Linked DNA regions of Mus musculus: region 1 is linked to region 2. A link is a contact called in public Hi-C data. All regions are on one chromosome and are shown on one strand. The core of a region is the stretch at or near the end of the contact, and the rest is flanking DNA. Distances in the headings are between cores, read along the strand shown. Region 1 holds the start of Macrod2 (mono-ADP ribosylhydrolase 2). Region 2 overlaps Sel1l2 (sel-1 suppressor of lin-12-like 2 (C. elegans)).

Evidence for each region. Hi-C and Micro-C count contacts between places; a contact is called where the count stands out from the background.
Region 1: a contact with region 2 is called in a Hi-C map of cortical neurons, with 2.2 times the contacts expected there. The contact joins the promoter of Macrod2 here to the enhancer-like site in region 2. A contact is called at or near these places in 2 of 39 promoter capture datasets (embryonic stem cells and hippocampal neurons), 1 of 484 Hi-C or Micro-C datasets (cortical neurons) and 3 of 9 other capture datasets (adipose tissue, liver and pancreatic islet).

Annotation. Positions count from the first base shown.
Region 1 is chr2:140,391,081-140,397,442 of GRCm38.p6, reverse strand. Macrod2 (mono-ADP ribosylhydrolase 2) reads right to left here and starts at 2,013. Exons shown (of 19, transcript NM_001013802.3): 1 at 1,722-2,013. The coding sequence starts at 1,767.
Region 2 is chr2:140,240,234-140,246,519 of GRCm38.p6, reverse strand. Sel1l2 (sel-1 suppressor of lin-12-like 2 (C. elegans)) reads left to right here. Exons shown (of 20, transcript NM_001033296.2): 15 at 1,026-1,174; 16 at 2,255-2,420; 17 at 2,532-2,606; 18 at 5,449-5,621. Among named protein-coding and RNA genes, the nearest start is that of Ndufaf5, 73 kb to the right of the region's middle. Within about 2 kb of position 3,244, at least 5 of the 459 cell types and tissues checked have an H3K27ac peak or open chromatin away from gene starts, as enhancers often do. A contact at or near this core is called in cortical neurons, where this site is marked.

The DNA.
Region 1 (6,362 bases), core at 764-3,263, 150 kb before region 2:
CTGGAGAGATGGCTCAGCAGTTACAAACACTAGCTTAACTAGTTAAGAACACTTCCAGAGGTCCTGAGTTCAATTCCCAGCAACCACATGGAAGCCCATCTATAATGGGATCTGATGCCCTCTTCTAGCAAACAGGTGTGCATGCAGATAGAACACGGATTAAATAAACAAATAAATAAATAAATAACTTTTCCGATGCTCACATTAGTGTGTTCAATTTAAATTGCTACTACAAAAGCTAAGCACTAATAAAACGTCTCACTAGTTCACGTACCTGGCTCTTTCCTGATCTGTTTGCTTGTTTAGTTTTCCCCAGCACCAGGTGTAGGGGCTCACTGAGGTCAGCATGTGCTCTACCTGTGAGCTATGTCCCAGCCCTGCAGTCAAGCTCTCAAGCTAAAGAGTATTTGTTCTGTGACACTTTGACTTTTAGTTCTCTCAGCACTCACACTCATTGAAACAATGACACTAAAGCGAATCTTTCAATATTTAAAGGATACTTTAACTGCGCTACTCGACCATATTCATACTTCCCTGCAGTTGATTTGAATACTCCCTCCTCGATACTTTTTTTTCATAAAGCAGGCACTACTTAGAGAATTGTTTCTAATTCTCACTTTTAAGTCCATTGTTTGGTCAAAAGGTTCACAAAGGACAGAGACTTGCAACAAAAATGTTTAACAAGCTATCAGCAAGAAAATCAACTTTCAACTGAGTTACCCCCTTTAGCCCCGTTCCGTAAGAAGACAGTCCTGAGGAAATGGTACACCCTTGCTCCATCTTTTATATGCAAATTTGGTGCAAGTTGGTAGTAGCAATGCAAATAGTTTTTCTGAAATTGGGGTCGGAGGTTGAGGTAAGAAAACAGGTTAAAAGAGAAGAAAGAAAAAGATGAAGAAAAATATGCCAGAGAATCAAGCATTACATCACAATATGACCTATGAAACTGAGATGAGACAGACAGGAGGAGAAAAAGAACTTATCGCACAGTTCTATTTCTTAAAGGAATCCGTGCCGCTGTCAATCTAACGGATTTGGATAAGCCTCGATGTGCACAAAACTCAGGGATGGAAGGGTTCATTCACAGAGTGCTCGCTGTCTTACTCCGTGCGACTTCACACTATGAATGAGGATGCAACAGAGAACCACATTGCCGAGGAAAGCCCATTCAGACTTCTCCGAGGGCACTTATTCTCTCCGACAAGATGCTCCTTTTGGGTTCCAAATTTCAAAAGTCACACTGCAGCTGAGCATAGCGGGGACCCCAGCCACTTTGGGATGTCAGGAGGACAGAGGCTGGGACCGGAGGAAGGCAGGTGCGGGTGCAGATGCTCCCCAGGCTCAGCAACTGCAGCCAGAGCGACACCGGCCGGCCGGCACCGGTCCGCGGGACACCCGGCGGGAGGTACAAAGTGCCAGCTGGGGTCCTGACCAACTTGTACCCTAGCCCGGGGGCGCGCGCCTGCCGGGAGGCGAGCACGCGGGGTAGGAGGTGACCCGGCGCCCGGAGGGGTGTGCGCCCACAAGTGCGCGAGCCGCAGGTGCCCGGGCGGCGCGTGGCCGGTGGCGTGCGCGCGCGTGGACGCGGCCGCGGGCAGGAGCGGCACCGGCCGAGAGAGAGAGGGCGCGAGGAGGCTGCGGGCGGAGGGCGTCGCGCCGCCCCGCCGGGCCCCCGCCCCCACCCACCCGCCGCCCGTCCCCGGGGTCGCGGGGCCGGTTACCTTTCTCCTCTCTCCACACCTTTTTCTTCTTGTTGCTGGGGTACATGCTGCCGTGGGGGTGGCTGGCTTTAAGCTGCAAGTTCCCCAGGCTCACGGGCAAACAGGGTGTGTGGAGTGTGGGGGGTGGATGGAGGGGACACTCGGGAGGGAAAAGTGCAAAGGCTCTGCGTCCCGCGCCGCTAGCCGCTGGCCCGTCGCCGCCCTCCTCCCTCGACCCGCCCGCTCTGCCAGGCGGCCGCCGCCACAGCAGCACCTCAGAGCCTGTCAACTAGGTCACGCCTCGCGCTAACCTAACACCCGCGCAGGCCCCGCCTCCCGGCAGCCAGGCAGCGCCGCCGCCCATTGGCTGCTCCGCCCGCCGCTCTCCCGGCTCTAGCCAAGGCGCGCCCCTACTTCAGCCTCAGGGCGCAGGCGCAGGCGCAGGCTTGGGCTCGACGCCGAGGACGTTGGGGAGCTGGAAGGGGCGGGGCCAGAGCTCGAGGAGCGGGGAGGCTGCTTCACGACGGAGGCGGGGCGTGCAGCCACCGCCTGCGGGGAGCGGGAGGAGCAGGGCCTGAGGGCGTGGCCTGCCAGCAGGTGTGCCTGATGACCCAGACCCCGCTGACAATGATGAGAGTCTAGGGGACTGTAGAATGAAGAAGAGGTCACCCGTCCTAGAAGTTGTAACCGCCTCGTCTGAACAGGTTTTACCTGACGCTTTCCTCTCGGTGGACAAATAGAACCAAAAGAAAAGATCCAGACCGTGTGCAACCCGCTGCTCAATCGTGGGTTAGAGATTTAGTTAGAATTCTGTGAAGTTTCAAAAGCTTCACAGTACACAGGGCCAACTCGAGAGTTTTAAGATCTGGTGACCAAAATGTATGAGAACCAAGTCCCACATCAAAGTAAATCCAACTAGTGCCTGGTTGTCTTTTATTCCTGATTGACTTCAAAACAACTTCTCATCCAAAGATCTAGCTCCATCCTAGGTAGTTCTCTCATGATTCAGGAAATCCAATTGCCAGAGAATCTACCTCAAGAGCAGTGACCTAGAACATAGAACTTTTGCACCCTCTTCTTTGCACCCCAAACTTATCTCTCCACGAAGCTGGCTTAGTGGATTTGGGAAACTCACATCTATTCATCAATTTAGGATCAATATAGTTATATGCATTGGCAAATAACTTTAGGGAACACGGTTTGTTCGTTTGTTTGTTTTTTAGAGTGGGTCTTTTGTAGCTCAGGCTTGCCACAATTTAGGGATTCTCGTGCCTCAACCTTAAACTGCCTTCCACCAAAGAGAAGTAAAACGCATTAAAATAATAATAATAATAATAATAATAATGACAATGACAATGACAAAGAAAAGGGAAAAGAGAGACCAAGCTGAGAATTGTAAAGAATGGAAGAATGTTTGAGTAATGAGACTTAAAAATGAATTCACAACATCATAAAACAGTAATATTTATTTTGACATTTTTCTTTGGGATTTTTCTTTAAATGCTATCAAATACATAAAACATTATTTTTGTTGGGAGAAAAAAGCTTCAAGAAGGAAGCCTTTGAAATCACACTGATAATGAAATAAGAAGGGCTTTGACTCATGTAGAATCCAGATAAAATGGCAATGGGGTAGACTTTGGGAGGAAAGATGACGAAGTTCTCATGGATGGTCAAGGCAGTGTTAACATTAACCAAGAGGTGTGGTTTGACACATGGAGGATGTCCCTCAAAGGACCAAGCATCCAAAGCTTTCTTCCTGAATGTGCCACAATTCCAAGGTGGTGAGACCTTTAAGAAGTAGGTCCTAGGGATGTCACTGAGGCCTGTTTCCAAAGAGAATTATGAGAGTCTTGTTTGTGCTTCTCTGCTTTCTAGCTTGACATGTAACATTCCATCCATGATGTGGCACCATCACCAGAGACTCATACTAATGGGGCCACCTAGTCTTGGACTTGAGCCTCCAGGACCATATGGCAAAATGGGGGTACCTTTATTTCCTAAGTAGCCTGCCTTGGGTATTTCATGATGTCATTATGAGCCAGATCAGCATCTAAAGATCATATTTCATTCAGGAAAAATTTGACTTATTTAAAAGTCCTCAACGTTAGGTGTCTGCCAGAGAGTGCTTCCTACCAGGTAGCTCTTCCTCAGGGAGGCTGCACACCAGCCTAGGGTCCTTCCACCATGTCCTTCCACCATGCTGCACTGTTAACATCTCATGTCAGCTCAAAGGCTTTTATTGTGTTGAGCCAATGATATTTACGAAGTAATGGTTTAAGTACTTAGTGGTAATTATTATAATAATAAAAAGTATCATTCCAAAAAGGTTAAACTGTCTCTCAAACATTCCGGAAATGTTCAGCTCTCAAAACAGTTCATGATTCTTCCCCTCCATTTGATCTCCTTGGAGTGCTCCTGTCTGGATACCTTTGTTGCACGCTCAGGTAAGCAGTGTGAAAAGCCAAGCGCCACCCAGGTCCTTCTCGTGCCTTCGTGTTCATATCGAATCTGCTCAATTTTACCTTGTGGATTAGTCTGCAATGCTCTAGTTTCCAACAGAAATGCTGTCTGGATCACCCTGAGCCACTAGAGAAACTTCCTCACCAGCCTCGCTGTTCACTTCTGACCTCTACCCAGTCTCTTCACCACCACATCTCTCACTGTCTTGTCAGAGAAGACCATGCCATCCCATTGGTGGAAATTAAGGACTTTTATTGCTCTTTGCTAAGGACTGAATTGTGTTCCACCCACCTCAATATTTCTGGGTTTGTAGTCCTTCGATGCAATGCAGTTATATCTGGAAAGAATATTGTTAAGAGGCAGGGTCATAGTCTGATAGGACATAACCTTTTTAATGGGAGAGAGAGCTGGCCTTCCCTCCCTTGCCTATCCTTTCTCTGCCATATAAAAATACAGAGAAAGCAGGTGTCTTCAAGCCAACAGGAGGATCTTCATCAGAACTCTACCACCCTGATATCCTAATCTCAGGCCCTCAGCCTCCAAAAGAGTGGGTAACTCTTTCTGTTACTTAAGCCCTCTATTCTGTGGTATTTTATTTTGGCCACACTAAGTTTACTAGTACAGTCATGAAGAATGGAGTGACCATCTTCCACCATTCCAGCCCTATACCATTTTCTACCCACATCGCACCCCCAATCTGTAGTCTAGATATACCCTCATTTATGAATTTTCATTTGTTTGAGCATACCTTGTCCTCACCACATGGCCTTCTTCCATGTCAACACTACATCTGAAACATGATTTGTGTGATTAACTTATTCTCATCCTTTTGACACTACTTTAGCATCATGTTCTTAGGTCTGGCATTGCTTGTATATACCTGTGATCCCTACACTCAGGAGACTGAGACCAAAAGACTGTAAGTTTCATACCACCCTGGGCTACTGAGACTATCTACGAATGAGGAAAGAAAAAAATTCCAAATAACGTCATTCTCTATCAAACCATCCTCGATTCCCACTTGATCTCTACTCCCAGTCTCTCTATCTGTGTCATCGGTGCTCCTTTAACTACATAAGAAGTACCTTCATAGTTTATCATTTTTTCATTTGTGATTACAGAAGAGAGACAGACTACTACAGTCAGGCAGTAAATAACATTTTTCTAACAATGAACCACATATATGATGGTATTGCCATAAAATTATAAAAGAGCTATAGAGTTCTAATTGTCTAGCGACATCAGAGCCATTGTAGCCACATATCACAATGCATCCACCATCTGTCTATATGGATGCTGGGGCAAACATATTGTTATGTAGAAGAACAGCACATGCAATCGTATACATTACATATGACCTGACTGTATTACTAAATGACTGTTACTGGTTAATTCATTGACTTTTCTATAACTTTTGTCTTTCTATAAATTTGATCATTTTTATAGTATATTTCTCTACTTATAAAAGTGACATTCTCTATTGAAAGAATGCCATGTCATGCTTGCAGCAGCTATGTACATCTTATGTTCACACTGTCTGTGGACTGCATCAGGAGGTCAGTGTGTGTGATTACCCCGTACTATGTATGGTTATCAAGTACATTCTGTAATATTTGCACAAAGAGAAATTTCTCACACTGTATCTCCATCTTGAAAGAGTATGTGACTGTACAAAAAAAAGTGACTACTGAACAGAGATTGAAGGAATGTAGTCACAAGTTACTGAATACTAGCAGCCGCCATAAACTGAAAATTGAAGATTAAAGAATGTATTCTGAGGGCTGGGAGATGTCTCAGTAGTTAAGAATACTTAGTGCTATCACAAAGAACCTGTGTTTAGTTATCAACAGCCACACCTATCTCCAATACTAGGGATCTGATGACCTCTGACATTCAATGGCATATATGTGATATAGATAAATGCGTGCAAATAAATACCTATACATAAATATAAGGTAAACAGCTTTATTCTAGGCTATGTTCTGGCTTAGCAGTAGAGCCTTTGCCTGGCATTCCAAAGACCCTGAGTTCAATTATCAGCACAACAACAAAAAAGAATAAACAAAAGAGAGAGGGAGAGACGTGTGTTCTTCCCTAGTGCCTCCAAAAGAGGCGCTTGGCTTTCACTGTCTAATCGTTATTTCAGATGTCTGTCCCCAGGAACTGAAAGAGAATAAATTTATATCATTTTAACCCTCT
Region 2 (6,286 bases), core at 1,995-4,494:
TCAGTTTAGAATCTGTCCAATTCTTCAATTATACTATTATTATTATCATCATTATTATTATCATTATTATTCAATCATACTCTTCTGTAGGGAAGAGTAATAGTAATGGCTTTGCCCATTTTACTCCCTTAACATATAGATACCCCACAGCTTACAGCTGAGCACACTGAATCATATCAAGGCCACGCATTCTAAAACTACATAGTCAAGCTGGAATTCAATTTCAAGCAATCTGCCTCCAGTCTTTTTGCTCTTTTTAATTTTTTTTAAAATTTACTTATTTACTTATGTATTTAGACATAGGGTTTCACTATGTAGTCCGAGCTGGCCTTGGACTGACCACCCTCTTTCCGTAGTCTCCAGAGTGCTATGATTGCAGGTGTGTGCCACTATGCCAGGCTAAGTTCTTGCTTAATTCTTGTGTGGCACTGCTGTTAAAAGCCATGAGATTTTAGAGCTGGAAGATATAAATCCAATCCATGGAAAGCCCCTTCCTTTTCACAAGTGAAGTCCCTAGATGTGAATCACTTGGAAAGAGATATAACTGAGCCAAGAATCTCTCCTGCCAGGGATCTACTGACTCTGTCCAGCATCAAATGCCTTTCCTTATTCCAATTCTGAGCTTAGACAGAGCTGTTCTTCCTGGCCCTCTATTTGCCTACTCTGTGTTTGTGGATGGTAGAGCTCTGTGTGTGTGTGTGTGTGTGTGTGTGTGTGTGTGTGTGTGTGTTCACTTGTGTGTAACAATAATGGTAAGATCTCAGAGTAGTTCTCATGGTCATGCATTACCTCATCTCCCATGTCCATGAAACCAAACAGCCCTTTCTTCTTAATTTCCTGAATGGGTAAAGATTCGTAGAGTAACTCAGCCACTTTCCCCCACAACAGTGAATCTGAAGCAGTTTGTCTCACGCCTTGGTGGTCTCTTCTCATCCTGTTCAGACTAGTGGATATCACTATGACCATTATATCCATAAAGCATTATTTTTAGAAAATGAGTAGCTAAAAAGAATCTTCATTTTCAGCTGGCTCTGGAGTATGGAAGGATTATAAGCTTGCCTTCAAATACTTTTACTTGGCATCTCAGAGTGGGCAGCCTCTTGCCATTTATTATCTAGCCGAGATGTACGCAACTGGCACTGGAGTGCTGAGATCATGCAGAACGGCCGTGGAGGTAAACAGGGGTGGCTTTCCTTGCTCTTCCATTGGGCACAGAAGAGGTTGGTGCCTTTGTTTTGGAGCTTTTTATGGCAGTTAGCAGTGAACACCACCATTTGACAGGAGGAAAAACAGTAGCATAACTTTAAATTGGGGAAGAGAAGGCTAGAAATGACTCTTTCCTCTCTTGAGTTTGCCTCTGAATTCAGTCAAGAAGCTCTGTTTCAACCTTCACTGGAATGGCAGGGGCAATCTGGCACTACTGGTGAGAATGGGAGTTGCTACTTGGGAGACTGGAAGAAAGGCTGGATTTAGCATAGAAAAAGCATAGCTCACTTCTTCCCAGAAAACAGGGTTCTTAGGTTTTTGATGATTCAGATGACAATTGAGAAAGTGGCTTGGTTCTTTCGGCCTGAGCCAGTAATTTACTTTTCAAAAGAATGCTTTTAGGACCTTAATGCCCTTCATTGATTTATTAAATATGTCCACTGCACCAGTATAAATACCTCTGCGTTGCAATCTGGTCCCTCTGAAACTCGTTTCAAAAGCTGCCAGCTAATAATCTATCTTTAGATTTGCTCCTTTGCCAACTTCCTAATGAATTATGTATGGCTAACCTCTTCTGGTTACATAAGGGCTACTCAGCTAAGCTGACATTTGTCCCCATGGAGCTGTGCATACCTCAATCCCCGTTTTTGTCACCTGTACCCTCCAGCTCTGACTCCCCTTCCTCCTCCTTTCCACATCTCTGTAGCCCTGTCCATGCCAAGCCACAGTGCCTTTAAAATGACAAGATCAACAAGGAAGCCCTCCAAATTGATAGTCTTATCCTATCGAATGACCTCCAAGCCAGGAAAGTTTATTATACAAATTAAAAGGATCCTGGGAACGATTTGCTAAAGACAAAACTATCCCTGAGAATCTGCGTGCCTATAAATGTTTTAATTCTTCACCCTAAATAACTTTCGAAAGTCAGGCAGTTTTAGATAAAAAAAAGAAAAAGTTCTTGCCTGCCTGGCCATCAGAAGCTGAAGTCCACAGGGCAGTATGTGGGATGACGCTAACTAACCTCTGTGATTTCTCTTCCCGTCTTCAGCTTTACAAAGGTGTCTGTGAACTAGGCCACTGGGCTGAGAAATTCCTAACGGCCTATTTCGCCTATAAGGATGGGGACATAGACTCTTCTCTTATTCAGTATGCATTGCTTGCCGAAATGGGATATGAAGTAGCTCAAAGCAATTCAGCATTCATTTTGGAATCTAGTAAGATAAGATCTTTGCAATTCCCCAACCCTACATATTCATATATGCATACCCCATCCTCATTTAAGCCTTTTTTAATGGAATGCCCCCCCCATTTTCTTTTTCTTTTAGAAAAAGCTAAAATTCTGGGGAAAGAGAAGTTGTATCCAATGGCACTTCTGCTATGGAACCGAGCCGCCATTCAAGGTATAAAACAGATCAAAATAGGCATGTAGCTGGACCCTGCCCATGTCGACTCATCTGATTTGCTTCAGTTGCAGTCTTGGAACAGAGTCAGAGCTCTGGTCAAGGTGTCAAGCAGCGGGCACTTCAAATTATACTGCTGTTAGAGGTCAATTCTGAGAATTTGGCTTTTTTTTTTTTGTCATTATTCTCAAAATTCCTTAGTTTAGCAAGCCCTAAGAATTTCTGTCTCCATGGTACCAGAACTGTTGTTTGACTCATGATAATCTAACTCAAGAAAACAATTTTCTAAGCCTCGCCTTTCATCATTCAGTTGTTGGCTTGTTTACTGAGCTAATCTAAGATGTGACCTGTGTATACAGGCAAAATACAGGCAAAATTAATTTTGCACCGACGACATTTAACTTCTCATCTAAAATAAGCCACTGATGAGGACAAGACACCTCAAATCTTTAACCATCAATATGTTGGGATTTTGGAAAAAGCGAGCGTAAATAAGTGGGAAGATACTTTCTTGGCATTCTCAAGGCATCCCCACTCACTGGTCTCACATGTGGTAAGGAATGTAAACTGTCACTGCCTGGAACAGCATTGGCAGGTGGCATTTGAATCACCATGTCCCTTCCAATTTTCCCCCTAAAATTATAGTATTAAAATCAGGGAGATGTTACACAGCTGTCGCGGCTGGCATTTGGATGTGCGAGGGACTCTTGCAGTAAGAGAGCAATTTTATTTCCAATTAGGTTTCTTGAAATCATCTCCTGATAAGGCTGAATCATCCCTTTTAACAGGAAGTAATAGGATAAAAAACCGATTCTCAGCTGATGCTAATACGAGGCAGAGGGGGTAAAAACCCTCCATGGTGCCTTCGCAGCCCCAGCTGAGCTGGTAATACAGCAGCGAGCCATCAATGAAATTTTAGTGAGAAATTCTATGTTTTTGAAAATGCAATAAAGACCTTATTTGGTGTGAGAAAACAACAACAAGCAATCTCTCAGCCATGGCAAATCAGCTCAATTGCAACAAACACACGTTTATTTCAAGCCAGGAAATGGCGTGGAGATTGGAACAAAGAAAATTTGAAAATGAGGAGACATTAATATTAAACAGAACACACACACACACACACACACACACACACACACACACACACACACGTTAGGTTGCTGAAAATAATCATGTGTCACCAAAGGTCAGATGTGCCCATTCTCAAAGCTATAGCTGCTTGCTGAGTGGCTCACAAGAGGTAGGAAATCTAATGATGAAAACTTCCAATTAGTCACGAATGCTTCTTTTAGCAGCTGCCTCAAGTGAAGAGGGTACCGAGCCATCGGGGCTCAGGCACCACCGTGCATCTATGGAATTGAAATAGAAATCTCTCTAGTCAACCAATCCATCCAGGAGCCTGTCAGATTTGCCACATGCAATTAGGATACCATGACTCTGAGGACAGGCTCACCCACTGCTCTCTATTCTCAGAGGCTTGGGGGTTCCTCCTCTTAACTGCAAAGTTTAAGAACACACAACTGTCCTATCCCTTTGTGACTATGGCCAAGAGGAAGTATTGGGTTCAGGGTGACAGCTTTGAACAAGATTGGAGATGGAGTGGGTTTCTCTTTGGGGCATCATGACTCTCCTGGCCTCTGTAATTACCCTTGCTTGAGTACCATTCCTATCAGCCCTTGCTTCCACTCATCTAGACATTTTGTATGGATTACATAGGAAGCTAACTCTGAAACCTAATGTCTTCATTAGCTTAGGAATTTTAAAACATTAGCTCTGCCCAGAGGGAAACAAAGATGGTTCATGGGGTCACATCTCTTTAAAGTATTTGTGCTTTAATAGGAGACACTAGGAGTAACACTAAAAAAAAAAAAAAAAAAAAAAAATAGCCACTGGACTTGGCCAAATGGACAGAGAATTTTGGAAGGAGTCTTATATCTCAGGACATACCTCAGACCCTACTACACATGGCTCCCATTTTCCAAAAAGCCCAGGTTTTATGAAGGGTTGGCCACAGCTGAAACAAATGTCCAACTTGAAGTTTTCATCCTCTAAACCCACAGTAGAGAAGGATAGCCATCACCCAAGACAGACAGACCAGCAGGTAGACAGGCAGGCACGAATGCACGCATGCACACACACAGCGAGAGAGACAGAGACAGAGACAGAGAGACAGAGAGAGATGCAGAGAGAGAGAAATACATACACACACACTTAAAAGCCATTTCTAAGTGGCCTTCCAAAAATGATGTCACATATCTTTAAAAGTAATGTCAGTTCCCCTCTCCTTGCTATATAATCTACATATTCACGTTTGTTGGAGAGTAATATCCTAAATTACCTCTGGCGAAGGCATTTTCTAAAAATATCCCAGCATGTTTGTCTAATCATTCCATAAATATTTATCAAGTACCATGCTAGGCTCCAGAACAATCTTAGTAATTAAGAGCCTTGTGGTTCTTGCCTTGCCCTCACAGGGCTACTGACAGATGAGAGCAGAGCTTTGGAAAGGAAGTCTAGGGACAGGAAAGATGGGGTTCAGTTTTCTAAGAGTTGTCATATCTCCAAACTATGACTTTTAAAGGTAAAATGTGCCATTTGTCATTTCTTTCAGAACATCATAAGCATGAGTATTATCTTGCAATGAAGACTGCTAGCATTAAGCAGTACATCTTATGTTTCATAGAGTACATGTAATCGTGATATCGAGATTTTTGAATACTTCATGTGCATTCATGCAATCATACATATATGTTTGGCGTTTTTACAGCTTATTAGATTGACTTACTGAGAACTTTACGTGAATCCCTTGTGATTTTTCTCTTTCTGCTATTTCTCTCAGGGAACGCTTTTGCTAGAGTAAAAATTGGAGATTACCATTACTATGGCTACGGGACTAAGAAGGACTACGAAACAGCAGCCACACACTACAGCATCGCAGCAGACAAGCATCACAGTGCACAAGCAATGTTCAACCTGGCATATATGTATGAACATGGCTTGGGTATTGCAAAGGTAATTGCATTGGTTCAAAGCTAATAATGACAGCTGTGTGAGAAGGGAAAAGTTCTAACTGTTAGGAATTTCATTGATGTCATTAATGTAGAAAAAGGAAGAGTCCCTCTCCCTTGAGTTCACACATACAACTATACTATTAACTTCATCTCCTCCATTTATACCACAGACACAATGAGTAAAAGAAATCTGGAGCCAATCCAATTCATACATTCCTTGTTTTCCCAACCCATATTTCTGTAGTGAGTCCTTTCTCCACTTCCTCATAGCCAGGACTTATGCACTGGCATCTCCACCAAGTCCTTAACTGTCAGTTGTAACAGCAAAGTGAAATGAGATCCAGGCTAGAGATGAAGGTGCCTATGTGTTGACCCAGAAACATCTCACAGAGCAGCCAATATCTTCATGACACCATACTGAGCACTCTAGAGAGGGAGGCCTCAGAGACCACATCTGGCTTGTGGCAAATTTATTAATGAAACAATGCTAACACTGCAGGTGCTGGTGGGAAAAACCCCTTAGACAGTGGGAAGAATCAGGCAGAAGACGGATTATGAGTCTGAAAGGCAGAGGATGGAATGTAGGTATGTTAAATTCACATACCAAGAAATTTAAAAACGAGATAACCAATTTTAGTTAGATGTGATTATATGTGTGTATGTGTA